Linked DNA regions of Triticum aestivum: region 1 is linked to region 2. Evidence: chromatin contacts called from public Hi-C data. All regions are on one chromosome and are shown on one strand. Each heading gives the region's core, a stretch centred on a gene start, on an enhancer-like site or on the middle of the called end of the contact. The rest is flanking DNA. Distances are from core to core; before and after follow the strand shown. Region 1 has its middle 11 kb from the start of LOC123044097. Region 2 holds the start of LOC123044095 (serine/arginine-rich SC35-like splicing factor SCL33).

Evidence for each region. Hi-C and Micro-C count contacts between places; a contact is called where the count stands out from the background.
Region 1: a Hi-C map of leaf shows a contact between it and region 2, with 7 times the contacts expected there. The contact joins the enhancer-like site here to the promoter of LOC123044095 in region 2. A contact is called at or near these places in 3 of 5 Hi-C or Micro-C datasets (all in leaf).

What each region holds. Positions count from the first base shown.
Region 1 is chr2B:162,903,841-162,908,834 of IWGSC CS RefSeq v2.1, reverse strand. It overlaps the pseudogene LOC123044098. Among protein-coding and RNA genes, the nearest start is that of LOC123044097, 11 kb to the right of the region's middle. Within about 2 kb of position 2,189, at least 1 of the 8 cell types and tissues checked has an H3K27ac peak or open chromatin away from gene starts, as enhancers often do. A contact at or near this core is called in leaf, where this site is marked.
Region 2 is chr2B:162,715,787-162,721,379 of IWGSC CS RefSeq v2.1, reverse strand. It overlaps LOC123044095 (serine/arginine-rich SC35-like splicing factor SCL33), which reads left to right and starts at 2,732. Exons shown (of 6, transcript XM_044466735.1): 1 at 2,732-2,914; 2 at 4,000-4,154; 3 at 5,014-5,091. The coding sequence starts at 4,006.

The DNA.
Region 1 (4,994 bases), core at 940-3,439, 190 kb before region 2:
TATCTGAACTTACTCCTTCACCACCACATGTTCTTGTATAGAATAAGGATTTGGAGTCAACATTGGAAAGCGGTTTCATGTTATAAATTTCACCAATTCTCTTGCCAACTTCAATATTACGAGTAGTTGTGATTACTCTACTATCAGATTTAGTGTCCAGTAAAGCACACTTTATCACTTCCCACGTTGGTATATCCCATATGTCATCCATAACGACAAAGTACCTATTTTCATGAGAAGGCAGAAGACTTGAATTACCAAAACAATTTGTCTAGAATACATAGTAGTGCAAGTAAAACAAGAAGCATGCCAACTCTGCATAAAACAGACCGACTCTCAAAAAAGAAAGCCGTTAAAAATCATAAATACCAATGCTTAATGAAACACGTAATACAAAAAGAGGGAGAAAAGCTCCCTAGCTAGGATCACGAAAATCCATAATTTAGCAATTTTCTCCAATTTGCTTCTAGAAACAGGGTCACCTCATTCATATGTTTATAGGTTGCATATTTGACAAGGTGTACATTTGAATCTTTCATTTGTAACATCCGTCTTCAAAAATAGTAATTCAAAGTGGAAATTTGGTGGTATTTTCATACGGTCAGTAGGCTTAGATACTTTATGTAGCAACTTAATTCATATCAAACTCTGATCTCAGATCTTCAGACATTTAGCCTCGATAACAAATTTCAACTTAAATTACCACACTTTATCAAATTATCACGAGATCCTACCACGAGAATGGGTCGGTAGCTAGACACATGAAGAAAGAATGGTAAGTGAGTCCACTAGTAGAAGAGATGGGAGGAAGAGAGAAGATGACATTTGCGTAAGGAAGATCTGCTATGGATGCTCTGGTGCTTTCCCTCCAATATCCAACCACCGATGCCACTAACAGGTCTTACTGGCCTACCACCTGTCGGTTCCATAGTATGGTGAAGATATTATACCATACCCAATTGATGCAACATGTTGTCAGGGAATACTTAGCCAACTTAGTAATCTATTCTAACTAGATGAGGATAGGTTGCATAGAAGGACTTGAGTAGCATATGGTAGTGTATTAAGTGCGTACCTCTTGTTCCCAAGAAATCCACGCACCTCGTCGATGAGCTGCCTTGCATCCATTTTTGATGCAGTGATGTTTATGTACTTTTCCTTGTCAAGTTCATGGAGTATGTCCCTAAGAACTTTCTTCGTGTCAGGGTTTTGACCCACTGGTACAAAACACCTACAAGTGGATGAACTGCTAAGCTTGTCATAAACTGCTCTAGCCAGAGTTGTCTTGCCTAATCCTCCGAATCCAACAACGGAGACAGTCTTGAGTGGTTGATTCTTCAACAATTCACTTTTCTCAGGCAACATCCTCATTAGCTCATCCATCGCCTTGTCAATGCCAACAAGGTCAGATACCTTGTTGTACATAGCCAAGAGACGAGGGTCAACTGTCGTTGTGGCGAGATTAGACATAACATCGTTGATCTTGTACCTTTCAAACCGTTCCTTGACCTCCCTAACTTGAATCTTAATGTGTTTGATGTCATCAGCTATTCTATGGCGGATCTTGAACCTGCTGACCTTGTTGCGGGTCTTCTTGATGAAGCCCTTGAACGTGCGTGGTTTTGTAGGCTGAAGACCATCTATGCGCACCATGGATGAGTCAAGACTGTCCTCTATGGCATAGGACAGCTCCCTGACTTCATTGGCCCAGATCTTGACTTGTGAATTAAGCTGGTCCAATGGCACGTTGGAGACCTTCTCAAGAGCAGCTTGCATGGTCTCGAGCTCGGCCTTGAGGTCCCTAATCCCCTTCTTCACAGTTCCCTTCAGGTTGTACTCATCCAGGAGCAGTTCCCCCAGTTTGGGAATGAGGGAGCGCATCGCCCCCGTGGCAAACTCGATGGCCATGCTCGGTGGGCTGGACTCTCACCCTAGCTCTCTCTCTCTCTCTCCCGTGTTTGCTTCTTCTGTTTCCTTATATCTATGTTCTCAAGAGCTCTTTACATGCCTTGCTTGCGTAGCTTGAAGTTACATGTATCTATATATGGACTAATACAAGGGGTGGCTTGGTTGGTGATAGTGAGGTCCTAGTTGGTTTTGAGTTAGCAATTTCATATTCCCTTCTATGATGTCGATTAGACTCATGGAGAGGCAAAGTTTGACACGGCCGATGCGGTCTCACTGTAGTGCATTCAAGTTGTCTGTAGAGGCAAAGTTTGACATGGCCGATGCGGTCTCACTATAGTGCAGCATAGATTGCCAGTGGGATTGTTAGGTAAGAGCTGCTACCGAGGTGCTATGTCGACATTAGCACATGTAATTCCTCTAGATCTGGGCAAAACTACATGTTAGTGGAACCATAGAGAGCATGTCTCAACAAAGTAGTTTATTCTCATCTATTTGAATTTAAAAGGTGAGATTTCATAAAGCAGTATTTTTATATGTTTCTTGGTATCTGCAGCATGCTGTCTATGAAGTATTTGTTGTATTTGTCCAGACAAAATGCATGCTCACTGGGCCAGATATCTATGTTTTCTTTTTTGTGAAAGAGATATTTCTATTTTGCGAAAGAGATATCTTATGTATTGATCCTACTCTGCTTGCATCCTTTGACCTCTTCATTGACAAATCTTGCAGCAATCTTCATTGGTTTCCTGGACGTGAATACGCTAAGATTAAAGCCAGAGAAAAGGACGGAGGAAAGTCTGGAAGAATATATTGCGGTTCTGAAAAGATAAGCTTGAACAGATGTTGCTTTGCTTGTGTCCGGGCTACACGACTACGACCTAGTTCATCGTTGCCCGGGCTGAAACGAAGAGTTGCAATAATATGTGGATGCAAAAGCATCTTTCTACACAAAAATCTATTGGGCTTAGAAATTTGCTCTGTTCTTTTCTCACATTCTTGAATTTTATGCATCTTAACTGGATACACCACTATGAGACGATCATTGTTGGCCGGGTCCCTCTGGTACAACTTCTCCACTCTCATACCCACTGCACACATCTTTTGTCTCGTCCAATAAGATGTTCTCGGCATTATCCCTGAGGCCAACCACTCCACGAGGACCCTCCACAAAGTAAAGGAAGGGGTATTGGAAGGTCGAGGTGGAGACCCATCGTCCTTGTCTTCCAGGAGCTTGGTATGCCTGGGACAAAATTAAAAGGGTATCTGCCCATCATTCCGGTACACACAAACCACAAAATGGCTTCGATTTTACCTGATGGTCTTCTTAATTTGTAAGGATAAAAGATTCAAATAGTTGAAGTAAATGCATAAATTTGACAACAATGCACACACAGGAAAGGACAGGTATGACTGTCTTATATAAAATAAAATAAAAAGAGCAGAGGGAAGTACGTACGACACCGTAGTAGATATTGAAGTTTTGTATACTAAATCAAGGTATAGAGAAGCAATTCACGCAAAATTGGAGAACAACCATATAATCCAAAAGGTCTTCAGAGAAGAAAAAACCACAAGGGTCGAGATCCCAAGAAGACCAAAAACAATGATACAAATATTCAGTTAAGACAAGTACATTACAAAGCAACAAGTCGGTTAAAACTCTAAATTCATGTTTACTAGTTTATCCAGAGAAGGGGTGCATATGTGGTAGGAAGAAGTACTCACTCCCTCTGTAAACTAATATAAGAGCGTTGAGAGAGGGACTAGAAGACAAAGACACGAAGACACACTAACACGCATGCATACACGTGGATCGGTGGATGTACTATATCAAAACTGAATGGAAGAGAATGAGGTAGGTACCTCCTAGTGGCACACCATGATTTAAGCAATGCTCGCTGCCCCCCTCCTCTCTGGTGATACGAGTTATCTTGCGCGCACCACCATCGTCTGGCTGAAATAGTTAACGATATACTGTATTATACATACCTCTTCGTGAGTGGCCGAAACCTTTCCACCATCACGTAGCACACGCTTGAGTGATTGAGTAATTAACCTCGGTAGCATCTGTTCTTGGTCTTGTGCCTCAAGAAGCATCCTTGTAGTTTTTTTTTGAACGGTCACCGGGGGGGAGAGGATCCCCACCTGAATATATTGCTCAAAAAGTTGCCAAAGCCAAGAGTGACCCCTTAAGCTTTGGCTGATCCAGTTTATAAGGAAAACCGGATCAAAAATCTAAACAAGTTGACCCCATTTATGAGGAAAACCGGGCCGAAAACCATACAGGTAACAAGGTTACAGAAGATGAGAAAAAAGTGCCACCCAGGAGAGGGCATGACCTAGCTAGCAGGCAGAAAGACCAACACCACGAGAGACACAAGTAGATGTGGGGTTCTGTCGAGGGATCACAATACCAAGACTCTGCAAACAACCTAACGCACCGCACCGGCGTGCGTACCGAGCCCCACGGCACAACAGAGGATCAACCACAATCAACGAGTGCCAAACCATAACACGAACCTTGACTGGAAGATCCGCCACGGGCGGTCAGAACGATTAGCAGGTTGGGGAGGCATCATTGCGTCGTCATTGAGCAAAGGTGAACCAAGACAACACCAAGAGCCCAGAGCTCACCGCAGCACAACGGCAACCATGGGAGGGTCTTGAGCATGCACAGCAACAAGACGGAGACCACACGAAGGACAGCCAAGAGAAACACCTGAAAAAGAAATACACCACCGTCGGCCCCAAGCTGGCCGCATCACCACCACCAAACGCACCAGCCTGAACCACACAACAGCAACAGGGGCCATGGTTTGGGCCTCCAAGATGACGCCTCCAAGGAGGTAGTGCTGTCGAAGACACAACACCATCATCCGATCCGGCAAGCCCGATCTTGGGTTTTCACCCGGAGACCACAAATCAAAATACCATAGGTGCTGGAGCTCCACAGCGGCACCTCCTGCGAGGAAGACGACGTCCATAGACGCCGCTGCCGCCGACATCGACATAGTCGATGAAAGGTTCTCACCCGGAGTTTGAGCATATCCCTACAGCAAGACGGCCTGAACGACGCCGAAGCAGAT
Region 2 (5,593 bases), core at 1,483-3,982:
TTAAATCCTCCTAAAAAATACTAAGAAAGGGGGAGAGGCCATGGCGTCGTAGTGGCGGCAGCTCGAGCCCAACACAACCGAGATAAAACACCTGCCAGTATGTAAGGAGCGTCTGCCGCGCTTATCCTCCACCAGCGCGTTGGCCATCTGTTGCTTTACTCGTCGCCTATGTTATGGGGAGCAGAAGCATTGATGCAAAGCCGTGCCACTTTGTGAGATCCATAATTAATTGATTTTGATACGAACGTGCTACTCATGTACAAATTAGCGTAAAAGGCATCCAATTCCGTCGTTGTGACCTTCTTCTCAAATTAGCTTTAGCAGGCCCTCAGTCCCATAGAGCCGAGACCTGCCTTGCCCACCAGGCCTGGTGCCCACTATCACAGCATACAAGATCGTCATCTTTTTCTCTCTGAATTTTATGCCTGATACATTGCCATTGGGATTACCTGCTGCACATGCTCTATAGGGATGGTAATCACTACTAAGATTTTCTTCCGATGCATCAGGGTAGCTTCAGGTAGTTCTGCCCCGACGACTAATCTGCTATTCATTGGTTATCCCCAAACGAATCAGCAAAGATACCAATCGCTAAACTCGCTCACGGGAATAGGATGGAAGGTTCACCTGCTTAATTTTGAACCCACGAAGGCAAAAAAGGTCCGAATCTGCCTCCTCCCACCTTCCACATGAGAGATGCTAGAAGATGGCACCATCGGTGACTTCGCGATGGCAGGTCGATAGCGCAACGCTTCGATAGGTTGTGGTTAACCACTATCCTAGCGGCAAGGCGCAGGCGCACGGCAGAAGTAGGTCAGGCAGAGGCGCTGTGCACCGTGAAGCAACCGAGGGATTGAGAAGAGAAAGACGGGAGAGATCGGGATGGATGGATCTGGAAATGAGCGGAGATAAATAAGGAGGATGCGGTGACCCCAATGGCCATAGGCGGCCGGTGGTGCGTTTTGATTGTTCGGGAGTAAACAGCGTTTTGATTGGTTCATCTCTCGGTGACAGAAGTGGAAGAGAGTCAATCGGTTCGGTGACCACGGCATGGATAAATACAAAATAATATTTAGATCACACAATTTGTTGATTGTTTTATGTGAAAGTGAATTGCTGAGGTGGATAGGCTGCATGTCAAGAGAAATAGGATAGTGAGGATGAACTATTTAGGTATTATAGATTTATCGTCCATAATTCTGAGTGTAGTTGATCGACGATTGATGACACCATGTCATAGTCACTTGGTTACTGAGTTACTTAACATTACTCATGCACCATATGACTTGCATTAGAATGTTGGGATGGTATGATACCGCATGCTATTAACTGATACGCTTAAAACTTCTATAACATTAGGATATCTAAAACATAGTGCATCATCATGACCATTCATGATGTACTCCCTCCGTTCCATAATGTAGTGTGTATAGATTTTTTGAAAAGTCAAACTTATAGAGAGAACTATTTATATCTATGATATCAAATATATAAAATATGGAACTACAACTATGATGAATCTAGTGATATATGTTTGGCATTCTAGGTGTAAATGTTTTTCTCCATAAACTTTGGTCAAAGTTTTGTGAGGTTTGACTTTTCAAAAAATAAATAAAAATGCACTACATTGTAGAAAGGAGGGAGTAATAATTATTCATTAAGCGGCATATTATGATCTCATAATTAATGCCAATACATTTTTATTGTCCAAGATTCCAAGCATTGCCTGAGATTTAACTTTCAAGCTCTCATCAAGGTAAAATTAATTGCTTGAGATATTAAACCATTTAATTTTTCATTTTAACACATAAGAAGTCAATAGATTGGTGAACACACATCTAGATGAAGTCTACCTTTGGTTAGCCTCCACATGTCACAATCCTCATCCTCATAAACTCATCGATCACCCAGAGCATGTGCTGCTGCATAAGACACATAGGGCCATGTGTAAATTAATTTTGTAAAACAATAATCATTTCATTTCAAATTAATTGAAGCCCTAGTTTTATACCGAGTTATTTTCTTAATTTTCATCAAACCGATAGGGAGATATATCAATAGTTAAAACATCAAATTGATTTTGTTATATTCATTACAAAATAGATTTGATGTTTTTTTCGAGTAAAATAGTTTCAATGTTGTACTCCCTTTGTCCGGAAATACTTGTCGGGGAAATAAATGTATCTAGACGTATTTTAGTTCTAGATACATCTAATTTTATCTATTTGTGCGACAAATATTTCAACTTTGCTTTGGTGTAAAAAAGCAAGGTCAACATATACTTTTTCTAGAAAAAACTGGTGCGTGCTCCGGTTCTATGTTTTCATTAAGTTTAATGTATAATTTTGTCGTAAAAATGTTTGTGGAGGAAAACACCAATTTATATTCCTCTGAACACGGATTATTTTTCGTTGTCGAGGGAAATTTTGACAAGTCATATGAGTTCTTTGCATTTTCTATATCCATTTCTGTGTGATTTCATCATTTTCTTTTGTTTCATTTTTTTGCGGGAATTTCTTTTGTTTCATTTGACCTTTATTTTCAACAATTCCTTAAAAAATACTACTCCCCCGATCCAAAATAAATGTTGCAGTTTTGAATTGGATGTAAAAAAAGTGTCGCAGTTTTGAATTGGAGTTAGTTCAAAATCGTGACAGTTATTGTTGTTTAAAAAAATGGAGAGAGAAGCCCATCCACCTATGACCCAAAACGGTTCCGGCCCACTGCATCCATCACCGTCCAACCGCACAAGTTAGGACGGGTGTCCCGATCCAACGTCTGCGCGACATCGACTCAGTCGATAAAGGCTCCCCGTCGCGTCGGGAAGCTTCCGGACTCCACACGAACCTTGATCTCCTCTCCTCTCCTTCCTCCCCTCGGGCGGCGCCACTCCGATCGATCCTCCCCGTCCGCGGTAAGCTTCGCTCGATTTGCTCGGTAGCTTGGTTGCCTGTGATCATCCGTCTGATATACTTTACCTAATCACCGCGATGTATTCATGATCCCGGATTTCGTATGATCCCCGAGGAAATTTTAGCAGTTTATATTCCAAAATTATGGCCGGTCCTGATTGCGGTTTTAATCGCGTCTCAGATCTGTTGGTTCGTTAGACTGTCTGGATAGGTCTGAAGCAAATTCGGCGCAGCAGCGTTGCCGTTATATAGTGTAGTCGTTGCTCTGAAGTTTTGGGTGCCAGTGTTCATGTTCATTCATGCGCATAATAACTGTGGGGGTTAGCCACTGTTTCATTGTAACCTGTTTGTCATTCCCTTGTGTTGATTCGAGAAAGTATTCTTGATCTCCTAAGAGATACTCCCACGGGCCTGATGTGTTGGTTAACTGCAGGGGTACTTAAAAAGTCCTGTTCGCCCTTTGACCCTGCATGCCTGATACTTTTAGGCTGTGTTCGGCAATCCACCGCTCCGTCACCAGGGAGCGGAGCGCGCGGAGCAGCCTGTTTGCCGCTCTCTGTATTTCTACTGTATGCCGCTCCGCTCCGCGCGGAGTTACGGAGCGGAGGGATTCCGAACGGAGCCTTAGTCTTTTAGATGATAGCTTGTGCTCACTATTGGTTTTTCTATACCTCATAAAGATCAGACAAAATAACTGAAATCTGTAGTGAACTATCCCCGCGAAGTCATCTAAGTTACTTTTAGGAAAGTAATTATATAAACTTACAAACTTGGGTTTTAGTGTCATCTCTAGCAATTAATGTTTGCATCAATGTAACTCTATAAGAAAACATGTGATGATGAAGCGATGACATCTTGTACAATGGACAAAATTACGATGTTTTGAGTGCAAAGTGATCACTACAATCTTCTCCCTATTTGAACATAGATTATCCCTTCAAGTTAGTGCTTGATGGTTAGGTCATCCCTTACTTAATCTTCATTGCGCATACGATGTTGATTTATGAAGTATGTTCGAATAGGCTAGTTGGTCATTTTGTGGCGCATGGAATTGTTTTAGTAATAATGCTTTATTGTTTTATTGTAGACCAATATGAGAAGAGGCTACAGCTACAGTCCATCCCCGCCACCAAGAGGCTACAGGGGAAGGGCCCGTAGTCCAAGTCCCCGTGATCGTTATGATGGTCGGGGTAGAGATCTCCCAACCAGTCTTTTGGTCAGGAACCTTCGTCGTGACTGCAGGTAAGGTTTTCACAGAACTTCCCAGGCTAGTACTAGCATGTATTTTTATATTTCTGCAATTTCTCACCTAAACTCATCTTGGTGTTAAACATGTTCAGAAAGTATGGTAAATGCATCTGTGACATTCTATCTTCATTTTACTTCGATGAAGAAATGTGTGTTCATCTTCAATTAAGATAGTTTTTTAAGTCTAATAGTATATACATTTTAGTTTAAAATATAGCTTGGTGGTATAATAAAATAAGCCATCTTCGGTTGTTGCCCCGTGCCTTTCCCTGTGGGAGATTCAGCACTAATGAGGCATCAATTTCAAAATGCATCCAGGAATAGGCAATTTGTCATATGTGTTAGCTAAACTTTCTCCTAGGCCAAACTAGCATGCATTTTCGTATCCGGTGTATATAATATTTGTGGAATTTCTTACCTAAACTCTCCTTGGTGTAACACATTCAGAAAATATGGTAAATCCATCTTCGATGTTCTATCCTCATTCTATTTTGAAGCATGTGTGTATTCATGTTCAACTAAGGTAGTTTTTTAAGTCTATACATTTAGTTTTGAATATAACTTGGTGGTAATAAATAAGCCCATCTTCAGTTGTTAACCCATGCCTTTCCATGTGGGGGATCAGCCCTAACCAATAGGGATCAACTTCAAAATGCATCCTTGAATAAGCAATTAGTCATATGTGTTACCTCTTGCTATCTGCTGCTTAACTGGCTTTCGTCTGTGCGCGTCTCTCCTCCCTTCCTATCTTGCTGTTTCTTAAATTATCAATTTTTTTATTCTTTCCATGTAAGTGATATGAATTTCTTCTTTCCTCCTAGCCTTTTTAACTCATCATCAATTATGAATGCAGGCCAGATGACCTACGCAGGCCATTTGCACAGTTTGGTCGTCTTAAGGACGTATATATTCCAAGGGATTACTATACTCAGTAAGGCACTCTATCTAGACTTGTTCATTGTCCATTACAAATGCAGATATTAGCAATTTTTTGCAGTAACATACTGCCATATCCATATTTGCTATTTGCACTTTTAGGATAGCACATGCCGCTTTAGTCATAGGATAATCCACCTCGCAAGATAGTTGTTTGCAATATAGTTGTATCAGCGTACATTAAATACTTTTGTGAACCCCTTGGAATTAACAGTGGAAGTAATCTTTTGAAGACAAGTGTTAAGAGTACTGTTGAAGAGAAGGAAAGATAGAGAAGTTGCAAGTTAAGAAACATGCAGTTAAAGATTATTGTTGAAGAGAATGGAAGAAATAGAGACTTGCAAGTTAAAGAGACATACAAATGCAACTAAGATCATTATTGAAGAGAACGGAAGATATAGTTACAGGTTTAAGAGATTTGCAAGTGATCATGAAGAGTTCGAAGTCTGTATTAGAACTCTTATGAAGTGCAAGGTCAGCAGCTGAGTGCACTTTTT